Linked DNA regions of Mus musculus: region 1 is linked to region 2. The links are chromatin contacts, called in public HiChIP or PLAC-seq maps. All regions are on one chromosome and are shown on one strand. The core of a region is the stretch at or near the end of the contact, and the rest is flanking DNA. Distances in the headings are between cores, read along the strand shown. Region 1 holds the start of Ngdn (neuroguidin, EIF4E binding protein). Region 2 overlaps Slc7a8 (solute carrier family 7 (cationic amino acid transporter, y+ system), member 8).

The links. HiChIP or PLAC-seq counts read pairs in DNA pulled down with a chosen protein or histone mark.
Region 1: a contact with region 2 is called in an H3K27ac HiChIP or PLAC-seq map of microglia, with 4 times the contacts expected there. The contact joins the promoter of Ngdn here to the enhancer-like site in region 2. A contact is called at or near these places in 3 of 39 promoter capture datasets (3T3-L1-derived adipocytes, frontonasal cranial neural crest and second pharyngeal arch cranial neural crest), 1 of 484 Hi-C or Micro-C datasets (bone marrow-derived macrophages) and 4 of 115 datasets of contacts at active chromatin or transcription factors (craniofacial prominence, embryonic midbrain, embryonic stem cells and 1 more).

The regions. Positions count from the first base shown.
Region 1 is chr14:55,009,705-55,016,772 of GRCm38.p6, forward strand. It overlaps Ngdn (neuroguidin, EIF4E binding protein), which reads left to right and starts at 5,750. Exons shown (of 11, transcript NM_026890.2): 1 at 5,750-5,884; 2 at 6,465-6,524. The coding sequence starts at 5,873.
Region 2 is chr14:54,731,251-54,737,991 of GRCm38.p6, forward strand. It overlaps Slc7a8 (solute carrier family 7 (cationic amino acid transporter, y+ system), member 8), which reads right to left. Exons shown (of 11, transcript NM_016972.2): 4 at 6,290-6,415; 5 at 4,474-4,627; 6 at 3,804-3,927; 7 at 1,930-2,033. Among named protein-coding and RNA genes, the nearest start is that of Cebpe, 22 kb to the left of the region's middle. Within about 2 kb of position 2,446, at least 7 of the 459 cell types and tissues checked have an H3K27ac peak or open chromatin away from gene starts, as enhancers often do. A contact at or near this core is called in microglia, where this site is marked.

The DNA of each region.
Region 1 (7,068 bases), core at 4,500-6,999, 280 kb after region 2:
GCCAACTTATCTTAGCTATCATTAGCCCTATTAATAGCCACTTATGACCCACTCCGTGTCTGACCTGGCATCCTGGTGGCTGTCAGGTGACATCCTTGTGGAATATTCAGTTCCCACCAACCCAGAGGCAAGAACATTCCACAGCCTCCGTGACACAAACACAGGCCTCTTCGCTGGACCAGCCTCCCCGATGGCACCGATGTATGATTTCCCTTTGTTCTGTTGCTGGAACAACTTCATCAAACTGTTACCATGCTGAAACCCAGGACTGAGGTATCTGAATCAGTGTGCCCAGGCCAGAGCCACCCATAAGTGGTTCCAGAATAAACCATCTCTTACTCCTTTTGAAATGAGAGCTGTTATCCTTGTACCAACACCTAAGGAGACAGGCTCAGACTACTTAAGGCAAAAACATACAGAAGGGCAAGGAGATCTAGATTAATCCACTAGCACAGTTGAAGGTTTCAGCTCCCCTCTACTAAACGATAGATCTCAGAGGCAGGGTCATCAAGAGCATAACTGAAGCAAACAGTAATCAGTTAACTGAACCTAACTGGCATGTAAAAATTTCTCTATCCAGTGACAACAATATATACACTTCTCTCAAACTCATGAAGAACATTCACCAAGATGCTGTAAATGCACCTGGACACTGAAAAGAAGAGGGATGGCGGGTAATGCTTTGTGGGCACAGAGGACTGAATCAGGAATCAACAGCAGCAATCGAATACGAGGTTTCTAAATAATATATAGGTTAAAGAATAAACCTCCAGGCCGGGCGAGGTGGCGCACGCCTTTAATCCCAGCACTCGGGAGGCAGAGGCAGGCAGATTTCTGAGTTCGAGGCCAGCCTGGTCTACAAAGTGAGTCCCAGGACAGCCAGGGCTATACAGAGAAACCCTGTCTCGAAAAACCAAAAGAAAAAAGAAAAAAAAGAAGAAAAAAAGATTTATTTATTTGTTATATGTAAGTACACTGGAGCTGTCTTCAGACACACCAGAAGAGGGCGTCAGATCTCACTACAGGTGGTTGTGAGCCACCATGTGGTTGCTGGGATTTGAACTCAGGATCTTCACAAAAGCAGTTAGTGCTCTTACCCACTGAGCCATCTCTCCAGCCCCAGACAGGTATTTAGAGCTGGCTTGTTGTGGGATTATATGCCTATATACTCAGGAGACTGAGTTAACAGGATCAGGAGCTCAAAGCCAGCCTGGGCTATGATATGACCAAATCTCAAACAATAAAACAAAGAAAAACAGGAGACTATTTCAGTTACAGAAATTCTATCAGAAAATTGTGAGAAGACTAAAAAGAGATTTTCTTTTTTAATTGAAAGAACTGAAGTCACATGTGGTGGCACACACCTTTAGTCCCAGCATTCGGGAAGCAGAAGCAGGTGGATCTCTGTGAGTTCAAGGCCAGCCTGGTCTACTTAGTGAGTTTCAGAGATACATTTAAGATCCTGTCTCAAAAAAAAAGTGAGGCGAGGGAGCGGAGCAGGAATGAAAAAGGCAGACTCTGGGTTGAGGAGATGGCTCAGCCCTTAGCATGCACTGCTTTACACACACAAGGCAGCTTCACAACTGTTCCTAACTCCAGTTCCAGTGAATCTGGCGCCCTCTTTTGGCCGCCTCAGGGATCAGGCAAAGATGTGGCACACAGACAAACATGCATCCATAAGCATACTGCATACACACATGATATATATATATAGTATATATTACCCATAGTATATATACTGTGTGTGTGTGTGTGTGTGTGTGTGTGTGTGTGTGTGTGTGTGTGTGTGTGTGTGTGTGTGTATTTAAAGATCTTGAGTGTAAGTCATCAAAAAGTCACTATAAGATTCAGGACGTTTCTAATGATGTCAGAGTTTAACTGATTCAAAATTTCAAAACTTGGACAGACTCTTCTTTAGCTTTAGAGATTTAAGATAATACCTAATTAATACTATTCTGGGCTTCTTCTTGCTCCCAAATTCATAAGGAAATGATTTTAATTTAAGACTTCACCATGAGCCCAGGAACTTGAGCCCTGCTTGAGCAATATAGAATCAACCCATTTCTAAAATTAAAAATAATCATTTTTTTTAAACACAGAGAACAACTGTGGGGTCCCCATCCTAACTGATACATCTACAACTCAACTGCTACGCCCAAGGCTCAGGGAGCAGAGGGAAGAGGATGTGTGTCTTCGTTTGGATTACTGTTGTTATGATGAAACACCATAGCCAAAGCAAGTTGGGGAGAAAACGTTTATTTATTTATTTATTTATTTATTTATTTATTTATTTATTCTTGGCTTACACTTTCACATCACAATCCATTGCTGGAGAAGTCAGGACAGGAACTCACACAGGGCAGGAACCTGGAGGCAGGAATTCATACAGAGATCATGGAGGATGCTGCTTACTGGCTTGCTCCTCATAGCATACTCAACCTGTTTTCTTACAGAACCCAGGACCACCAGCCCAAGGATGGCACCACCCACGATGGATGGGGCTCTCCCACATCAATCACTAATTAAGAGAATGCCCTGCAGCTGGATCTTATGGAGGCATTTTCTCAACTGAAGTTCCCTTCTTTCAGATGACTGTAGCCTGTGCTAAGTTGACATAATACTAGCCTGCACAGGGTAGAAAAATTGTAAGGGCCAGAGGACTGGGACATTTGCTAGAGGATAGTGCCTTCTCCACGACAGGTCACTGCACCCATGAAATCTTAACAATACGGTTGTCTAAACAAGGCCAGCACAATGACAACACTATTGCCATTTGCTGCTAAGAAAGGGAGAATCCAATTTTTCCAGGGATGTGCCCCGATTGGTTATGCAACCCGAGTGCCCATCCCTAAACACATAAGCTCTAGTTTGCTTCCTGTTGCTGTGATGCACAGCCTGACCAACAGCAACTCGGGGAAGAAATAGTTTATTTCATCTTACCACTCTAAGATCACACTGCATCACTGAGGGAAATTAGGACAGGAACCTGACAGCAGGAACTAGAACAGAAAATATGGAGGACTGATGCTGACCGGCTCCATCCATGGCTTGTTCATCTCATTTTCTTATATAAGCCAGGACCACTTGGTAAATGCCACATCTATCATTATTCAGACTTGTGTACAGGCCGATCTTATGAAGGCATTTTCTCAATTGAGGTTCCCTCTTTCCAGGTAACCCTATGTGTCACATCGACAAAAAAACGAACCAGCACAATATATATCCCTAAACACATAAGCAACACTGAATAGACTCAGCACATTGCATTTATTTAGACAAATCTACTTATCTACCTGCCTGCATGTGTGTGTGTGTGTGTGTGTGTGTGTGTGTGTGTGTGTGTGTGTGTGAAACAAGAAGAAATCATGATGTTGAGATAGAGAGAGGCCACAGGAGCAGTTGGAGGAGGGAGAATAGGGGGTGAAATCATGTAAATATGTACTCATGAAACTTTCAAAAATGCTAAATGTTAATAATTAAAACTGCAATTAAATTTGTATTCCTAAAAAAGTTTTATCTTTGCTCAGTGTATACTTGTAAATGTGCTGAGTGCTCAGCAGCATCTGGAGCTGTTGAAAACAACAAAAGACAAAACAGACAAATTTAATGCTCTTGTGTTCTTGATTGCTGGCTGAATCTGAAATAACTTTAGAAAGATTTATTGCATTGTTAGCTCTCATATTTCTTGTAACATACAAGGTGATTGGTATTTTTAATTTTTTCCCCTTCTTCATTTTTTTTTAACTTTATCTACTATGGATTTGTATGAGGGTGTCAGATCCCCTGGAACTGGAGTTACAGACAGTTGTGAGCTGCCATGGGTGCTGGGAACTGAACTGAGGACCTCTGGAAGAGCAACCAGTGCTCTTAACAGCTGAGCCATCTCGCCAAGGTTATTGGTATTTTAATGATAAAAAAAAAATAAGGCAGTACCAGCAGTTAAGAGCACTGACTGCTCTTCCAGATGCCCTGAGTTCAATTCCCAGCAACCACGTGGTGGCTCACAACCATCTGTAATGGGACCTGATGCCCTCTTCTGGTGTGTCTGAAGGCAGTGACAGCGTACTCAATACATAAAATAAATAAATCTTTTCTTTAAAAGGAAGTATTATTTATTTTCTCAGATATTGTAATCGTTTGTCTATAACACATATGACAAACTTCAAGTTCCAAAAAATAGTGTTAAAACAGAAGTTTCACAAGAAAATCCTAATAAATACATGAAAAGTGCTGACAAGATGGCTCCAGGTCAAGGCGCTTGCCCACTAGGCTGACCAACTGAGTTCTATTTCCAGGACTCACATAGTGGAAGGAGATCCAACTCCCATTTGATCTTCACAAGCGTGCCGCACACATATAATAAATAAACTTTTTTTTTTAAAAGACAGAAAAATACCAAAACTCTTGTAGGTTCTTACAGTGCTCTGCGCCTCCCAATGAACCTTAAACAGCAAATAAATATCACAGGCAAACCCTCTGTCCCATTTTATGTAGTTCCCAAATAGGTAGAAACTAGAATGTTTCACCCAGAATTCAAGATAGAAAAAGGATTACTCTTTTTTGCTTAAAAAAAAAAAACAAAAAACAAAAAACAAAAAAACAATCACTTTTATGTATGCCTATGTCTGTATATAGGGAAGTCAGAAGGAACTAAAATTCCCCTGGGGCTGGAGTTAAAGGTAGTTGTGAGCTGTCTTGTCTGGGTGCTGGGAATGGAACGTTGGTCATCTGCAAGAATAATATGTGCTCTTGGCCACTGACTGAGCCATCGCTCCAGCCCCGTTTTCATTTTGTTTATTGAGATGGGATCTCACAATGTAGACCAGACTGGCTTGAAACTCATGGAGCTCTGCTTGTCTCTTGACTAAAGAGATCTGGGATTAAAGGCCAAAGCTACACTTTGGATTTCCCGGCTCAGGTCTGCTCTTCTGTTGCGCGAGGAAACTCCGAGCCAGGAGGACCTTTCTAGCGCTGTATTGTGTAATGCAGACGGAGAGTGGGAGTTATAACTCCCACCTAATCCTCCAGCCCGTGAGAGGCGAGGGAGTGGGCGTGTTGGAAGATACTGAGAAAAGATGACGGGGACAAAGGAAATATGCACAGCCAGGGTTTTAACCACGTTCTGCGGTGGACGAGTGGAGCAGTGAGAAAGGCACGCAGGTTGAGCCGGTTCCTCGCCTGTCGATTTTTCCCTCGAGAGGAATGCAGGGCGCAATGCGGCCTTTGCGCAGAGTCCTAGGCGTGCACGGGGAGGGTTGGCCGGTGATGCGGCCGACGGTTTCTGAACCTTGGGTTCCCGCTCCTCCATCCCAACCATCCAAATTACGGATGAAAAGGGCTCCACTGTTGTTCAAGGACAGTCACAGAACCAGGAAAGGCGCACTTGGAAGTCCTGGGGCCAATGGCGGCCCAGCAACCCTGCCGCATCAGAGAACGGACGGAAGCCGCCACCCTGCGGTCTGTTTTGGCACTACACGGAAAACGCCGTGGAAAGACTGTCTCTGCGGCATCTGGGAGCCAATGAGCTCTCGGGCTGCATAACTAATTTCTTTTTTCTACTGGTTGCACTAGCTGTCAATCAATAATCTGCACAATATTTATTGGAATTAGCATCCATCATTCTCTGTAAATCACGAATCACATGCTTCTGTCCCCGCCCACCTTTACGCCTTAAGAACGCCTCTGCGTTTGACACATTCAGGGAGTTTCTTTATTTCATTGGCTAGGTGAGGTCCCGCCTCTCCGATTAGCGGAAATGAAAGATCTCTTACTTCCATTGGCTGAAATTTGCAAACTGTGATTGTCTATCAAAACTATGAACTCACGCTAGCTCCTAGGAAGTTCGGGCCCGGAAAGGGTGGGCTTTGCGAAGATGGCGGCTCCGGTGAGTTCTGTCTCCTTGCTTCTTCCCGGAAAGGAAGGAATCTGTGAAAGTTTCCTTTCGCCTCCACGGATCGAGGCAAACCGTTGGCACCATGGATGATGAGAGTGATGAGAGTTGTCTCAGGGATGCGCTCACTCTGACACAGCGGTATCGTATGTCAGATGAGAGGGAGGGTCAGACGCTGCAGGTTGGCTGGTTCCGGACAGGAGGCTAACCCCAAATTACTCTTCAGAATGAGCTTTGTAGGGAGAGTCTCGTGACCATGGCGGGCGGTGACCCGGCCTTAAGGTGGGACAATGTTCCGAGCAGAGCTAGCGTCACATGTACAATGTGGCTGGGGCAAAGGCAGCCGTAAAGTTTGGCGATGAAATCTCCGGTCTTTTCCAGTAAATTGGGGGGGGTGTGGTGGGAGGAGACTGGCTGTGTGCCGAGGCTGCCTGCCCCTGTGCGGGGGGAAAACGACCCAAAAGTCGCGACTGTTTTGAAGGAAAGGAGGGAGTTTGATAGGCAGTACGTTCTGCAATCATCATCGCCTAAAGTAAGAAATTGATCACCTTTAACTGTCCCCTCCTATCTGTAGGAGGTGCTGGAGTCAGACGTGTCAAGTTCGATAACACTTTTGAAAAACCTCCAGGAGCAGGTGAGTATGTATGTCTTTTAGAATAAATCAGTCAGGGATTAACTTTGACTTCATAAGTCTCATCCACACACTTTGATGATTCGAATACTACAAAATTATCTTAGGTGTAAAATAAAAGCCTTATATGCGCTTCATGAAAGTTCAAAATAATTCATTCAGCTCCCAAAGAAATACAGAAAGCTGTTTTTCCCCCATTCACTTACTTATTTATTTATTTTATTTAGTCACTTTACATTCCGATTGCAGCCACCCCCCAGAAAACTTTTTTTAAGTTATACCCAAACTCCTTTATTTAAATAATAACTAAGAAAACAGATGTTGACAATCTGTCAAAATAGTGGCTATAAGTGCCACTTAATATGCATTTACATAGTAAGTTCTAGTGGTACAGATAAAATTACACTCCTTGGCCTGTTTATGGTGCACACCTTTAAACCCAGCACTTAGGAGGCAGAGGCAGGTGGATCTCTGTGAGTTCAAGGTCAGCTTGGAGTGTATAGTGAGTTCCAGAACAACCTGGGCTTCATAGACAAACCCTATCTCA
Region 2 (6,741 bases), core at 1,196-3,695:
GGCACACTCATGAAGGTCAAAAGACAATTTGTGTGAGCCAGTTTCCTTCTGCCACCATGTGAGTTGGGTTCCTGGGGTCAAGCTCAGATCACCTTTACCTGCTGAGCCACCTAATGGATGAGAGGAAGGTGACAGTGTGACAGTGCACAGGCTTTTGCTATCTGTAGCCCAGGCTGGCCTGGAAGTCTTGGCCTTCCTGGTCTAGCCTTCTGAGGGCTGAGATGGGAGGTGTATGCTCCCACACCCGGCCTAAGAGAACTGCCACTCCATGCTTTGTCTGTAGGGGGGAATGTGGTGGCAGCAGCAGCTAGAAGTACAGGAGGTGGCTGTGACTCCGAGTACCCATAAGCAGTGTCATCATAGCTACTTGGGCCGGCTTCCCTAATTTTGTGCAGATACATGCAGCCCATCTCTTCTTCATGCTAAGGTCCTTTCCAGCCAGCACAGCCTCATGCAATAGAACCTGGGGGGCTCTGTGGGCTTCACCATGCACATAGTCAGGCTCTCATGCATATGCACATTGTCAGGCTCTCATGCATATTCTCTATGTACAGCCAGCACCAAGTATAACTAACTGTCCAGGTCTAACAGCCCCACGTCACAAGAAACAATCCCAACTAGGGAACAATGGAGAATATGATGTAACACACACACACACACACACACACACACACACACACACACACACACACACACATCCACACCCGCAGGTGTGCGCACACATGCATACACTCTCAGCTTGCTCAGCAAGAACCATCCGACTCAAACTTGGGGACAAAAAAAGAATGAAAGAAAGGAAGGACGGAAGAGAGTAGTCGGTGAGCTGAGGTGGCTTGGGTGAGGAGGCCACATCTCTGGCGTCTCCTGCATGCACATGACTAACGCTGCATGCATGCAGACCACTGTGTGGCCTGCCTGAGGGACAAACCCCAAACTAAAGCGACTGTGGCCAGCCATTCTCCTCCAACAGATCTCAGGGAGTCTCATGGGTCAGGGCTCTTCCACTGCTCGCCCTCTGCCAGGGCCTCCACGTGGCCACAGCTCCTGTGTAACACGCACACGAGGTTGCTACGGGTGAGTGTGGGTTCCCCGCCATCACAGGTGACACCCACACTCCTTCTTGACTGCTCTGGATCCTGGGAACATGGCAGTCTCTGTCATCTCACCAGAATTTCTCTGGGATGTATCCGGTGGCGTGGGAGACAACTGAGCCAAGACTCATCTTTTAAATAGGACCAGGCTTCTAGGGCACAGAAACCCTGTGGGCCACACAAATGGTAACCCTTTCATACACATACACCCAGAGATGGCAGGAAGGGACATAAAGGAGGGGTCTGACCCCTGGGTAAATGGGGCAAGGCTCCAGGGCCCACTCATGTTTCTGGCTTCCCAAGGAATTCTGAGTTGGGGTTGTGGCTACTGGCTTTCACACTGACAAAAGTTTCCATTGTATTCCTCCCTACTTGAGCCTGTGGCCTCCCACAGTACCTGCCTCTCGAGTAAGGAGTAGCCCTGCCTTCTCAGGACACTCTGAGGGATCTCTCCCAGGTAGAGTCTGGCTCCAGACATTCATGAGAGGCCAGACCTAGAGGTTTCAGGCACAAGAATTCTTGGTTTCTTTCAAAGTAGGGTTTCTTTCTGGCTGATAGTAGCCCACATCCACACAAAGGGGAGAGGGGACTCTAGGAATGTAGCCAAGATACTATCCTGCTGCCTACCACAGCTCTGTTTCTTCCAAAGCAAGGTGAGCTTCCTTGCACGCCCCCTATCATAGGTCACCCTCAAAGCAGCAAGACCCCCTTAGCACCCACACTGACATGCGTGCTCCCACAAAGCCACCACTCAGGAGTGGAGACAGACAAGTTCATCAAATACACACAGCAACGTGGACAGAAAAGTGGCCCAGAAGGGCCTCCGTCCATCACTCACCGGGAGGAGGTGAAGAGGGAGCCATTGACTCCACCAAACGTGGACAGGGCAACAGAAATGGGCATGATCCAGGCCATGACCCCGAGGAGTTTCTCTCCAAAAGTCTGGGGGGGGGGAAACAAGAAATGAGTGGAGACAAAGAGGTGAAACCCCCATTCCAGTCTATTCTTCGCTTTCACGGTGCCTGTCTCCCACCTACCCTGCCGACTCTCTCTGGCTAATCTTGAGAGCCCCGGCCCAGACTGCCATGCCACAGAGACAGCTACACATCAAAAACACACGCTGTGGCTTAGCTAGCTGAGGGGGCAATGTATGGTGGTGACAACAGTGATGAGCTAACACTTATCCTTGCTTATGAATGAGGAAACCGAGGCGCTTAGTGACCTATGGCTGACCTCAGATTGGACACTGGGGGAATGAAGGGGTCAGGAGCAGAGGCGAGGAGCTGTAAGTCAACCCTGTGCACACTACAGATGTTGCTGCACAGGGAGATTCACAGACTTGCAGTCTGATTCAGTTCCTACCCCCTCCTTAAACACGCTTACTTCTTTATTTTTTTCAGTGCTGGGGTCAAGCCCAGGGCCCTGCTTGTGTGAAGCACGTGCTCTGCCACTGAGCTATTGTCTCAGTTCTGGGTTTGCTATGTGTGGGCTTTAGTTTCCCATGTATAAAATAGAAATGGACCCTTAGTCAGACTTCCTAAATTCACAGAAGCAGACTATGATGGTAGGAAAATAAGGACCAGCTGTTTTTTCCTTTTCTTTTGAGACAGGGTTTCTCTGTGAAGCCCTGGCTGTCCTGGAACTCACTCTGTAGACCTCAAACTCAGAGATCTGCATCTGCCTGCCTCTGTCTTCTGAGTGCTGGGATGAAAGGCATGTGATACCACAGCCCGGCACAACTGGCTATTTCTTTAGCTGAGAAAGAAGCAGTTGTGAATTTATGGATGAGACTTCACACACACTTTAGTGTGTATATATAGTTTAGGGATAAGTCCTTTCTAGAGTCTCTGAGTCATGCTTATAGCACGAGCCTGGGGAGGTGGTGTCTAGAATAGATGTCCTGTTGGGCCTGGAGGCTGCTGGCTTTAGGAGGAGTTGGCCACGGACATGGCAGGGTATATTTATTTTCAAAGATGAGACATGTCATGACAGTGTTGGGTCTGAAGCGAAATGAAGGCTCAGCATGACTCCTGGGCCTCCCTCAGATAGCAGGTGTTCTGTGATCTCTTTGACCAAAGGGCATAAATCACTCTGATTTCTGAACTATTTACTGGCGCGCACGTGCGCATGTATATATATATATGTGTGTGTGTGTATCTATGTGTATTTGTATGCCTGTGTGGGTGTGTCTATGTGTGTGCATGTGCATGTGTGTGTGGTGTCTACGGGTGCATATGTGCGTGTGGATGGAACACAGGGCTTTGCACTTTACTACAGAATCATGCCCTTAGCCCTTCAATACCCAGCTTGCCCCAATGAGAGCAACCAGTTTGCCTGAGTTTGCATGGTTCCCAGAGAAAGAAAAAAACAGAGAGAATCCGTGTGCCTTGTACAGTGCATGCTTCCCTGTGGACCAGTCTGTCTTCCATAATCTGCAAGCTTATACGAGACGGTGGACTTGTTCCATAAAACATTAGATATTTCAATACCAAAGGCTAAATAGACTCTGTGCATCTTCTCAGGCAACCATGGTTGCTATTTTGGAACTAACCCCACCACTAGTTTGCTCCTGGGCACTTGGAAGATACCCTGTGGAGGGAGGACGCATGCAGATTTCAGCCTGAGGAGGTGGGATGACTTCCCATTCCATGGGGCTAAACAGGCAGATCCACACTGGCATTTCTTGGTTGGGGCCCCTGAGCAATTTCTTACCACAGCAACTGCATTGGAGGCTAGCAGCTCCTGGGGGGACATTGCAGTGACGTATGCAATATTAGCAAAGACGTACACAAATGTGACCAGTGGGATGGAGATGAAGATGGCTCTAGGAAGGTTCCTGTAGAGGGAGAGGAGGTCAGAGGGAAGCCTTTACCAGGGGACATGTTCTGCTGGGAAACTCCAGGAGCCTCGACCTGCTGTCTCTTGGCTGTTCCTCTATTTGGGAGGTAGGTTCTGACTCAGGTGGGGCAGGATTCTTTAGAGGAAATGGAACAGTTTAGGTCTAGAAATATGTTTCACCTGATTATCACCTCCTGACTCAGATTTGGACCCTGCACCCTTTCTACTGTCTTAAGATATAAAGCTGGGCCTGGCTCCAAACAGATAAAATGCCGAGACAACCCAGGATAGTTCCTTCTCTGTCGCAGCTCTGTGAACAGCTCTTGATTGTTCACTTGCCCTGGGACAGTCAGAGGATCCTTCCCCTTCTCTTAACAGGGTGGATGGCAAATGGTTCAAATTCCTGGGACATCAACTGTGGCTTCACGGTAGACCAGGACATGTCCCTGGAGAAGGGCAAGAAGTGAGTCTGTGTTTCCTTTTTCCGGAGGTGGGTCCTGTGCGGCCTAAGGGTGAACAGAAGAGCTAACCTCGTTTGACTCACTTGTAAGGATCCACAAGTTCCTCAGTCACATAATTAAGGAAGTTCCAGCCACCATAGGCAAAGGAGCCCTGGAGGAATGCCAGAGCAACGAGGCCGATGTCAGGTTCTTGGAAATTCTCAAATGCATTCTTTGGCTCCAGCCAGAAGAATTCTCCTGTGGACACAACAGGTAGGAGGCTTCTCAGAGAGACGAGCCCAGGCCCAGTAGCCCAATGGCCACCCCATGCATTGTCTGGACATCCTCTGCGGTGATATGCTAGCTCCTTGTCTGTGAACCTTCTGTGTGAGAGAAGGCCAGTAAGATGAAATCCAGGACCAGGACCTCCCGGAACCTGGAACCTCAGAACCAGGAGGCTAAACAGGGGCTCAGGCTCAAAGCACAGCTCAGAACATCCTTTTCAAAAGGGCAACAACATTGTTTAGAAGGAAAGTTCATGTAAATGGCAAAGCTAGTGTCAATGGCAGTCTCTGGACTACTTTTCTTGATATATTATTTGTGTTTTGTGAAGAAAGCATCAAGAGCAACCAACATTCAAGTTCTCACAGACCTAGAGCATTCTGTCAGTTCAAGTCTATTTTGTTTACTTTGCCCATAGCCCATCACTTCCTAAGGGATATTTGGTTTTCTTCTGGATCCTTTGGTAAAAAAAGATGCTGGGGGTTGGGCTGGAGAGATGCTGGAGTTCAGAGCACTTGCGGTACCTGCAGAGCATCCAGGGTCTCTATTCTCAGCACCCATATGGTGGGTGGCTCACAACCAGGTGATCCAGTGTTCTCTACTGGCTTTATGGGCACTAGGCATGCACATGGCTCACATGTATGTGCAGGCAAAGCACTTATACATATAAAATATAAAATATATATGATACATACGCAATAGAATAAACGTCTTTTTGTTTTTGTTTTGTTTTGTTTTGTTTCTGGGATGAAGATGTAGCTTTGTATTAGAGGGCCTGTGCAAAGCCCAGGTTTGAGTATATACACCCGCACCACATATACCCTCAGCTGCTGAGTAAATAAGGCCAGGACAAGACAGAGTAATTAGCTCTGCTATTTAGACAATGGTAATTAGGACAGGAAATAAGGAGGTTTGTGTGATCAGGAGAGAGAACTGAGAGCTGAGGTGAGGAAGGATTCATTATCTTTGAGAAGATAGCACAATGTTTCCTAAGCCTAAATTCCTGGAAACAATATGTCCGTCCATCCATCCCCCCTACTCCCCAGGGTTTAATTCTGCTGACTAAAATGATCAAGGGGAGGGAGTATCTAGCACAGAGCTTGTGGGCAGGCAGGAGGTATTCCTGTTTGTCATCTCATTTTCTCCAAGAGGCAGTGACGCTGTGCAGAGCCCAGCAGTGCTGCGGGTCCCATGGAAACCAAATCCAGATCAAATCCGATGGGGAATGTTGGCAGAGGCCTCAAGAATGTAGCACGCTTTTCCCCCCGAGACTATGAGCAATATTGAAATACATGAAATTCTCTTCTTCTGTTCTTCATTTTATGATATTAACCAAGTGCAAGTAGAAAATGCAAGAAATGTTTTCCCTAGGGTTGTGTCAAAATAAGAACTGAGTACAGAGATCTGGGGTCCTCGCTTAGCTGTGTTAGTCCTGAAGCAAGTGTAGAGAGGTCTTTGCAAAGTGGTGGATGGGAGTGGAAGTGGGCATCCCTAATCCCGAGTAAAACACTGTCTCATCCCCTTTGTCACACATGTGAAAAACAGAAGCCAGTCAAGGTCACGACTCGGGAACCTTAGGATGAGTCCATGCAAGGGGTGGAAAGTCATGCGGAGCCCCCTGGTCCCCTCCACAGTTACCTTTGCATATCTGCACAATACCCATGATGATGATCAGAGCCAGGGCCAGGAGCTTCCCAGCTGTGAAGATATCTTGAACCCGGGTGGCCCATCGGACACTGGAGCAGTTGACCCATGTGAGGAGCACTGAAATGACAGCACCAGGGAGGGTCTCAGCCGCTGCAGGACACCTGCTGCTCAGAAGGACGCTGTTCCGGCTTCCGAGCCTCACACTTGCAGCCCCAGTGACCAGAAACTTTGGCTCGGTTAATAGGTTACAATGGGGATTACATGCCCCAAATTAGAGCTTGCTCAGAGCACTCATTCCCTGTCCAGGGCTAGAGGCCAGGGCCAGGCAGGGAAGTGTGGGCACTGACTCAGGAGGCTTGTTCCCGATCAGGGTACAGAATGGACTTGGGATTCCAGTTATTTCTCTTCATGGCGAGCTCTGAGCCGCAAGAATAATCTTGGAT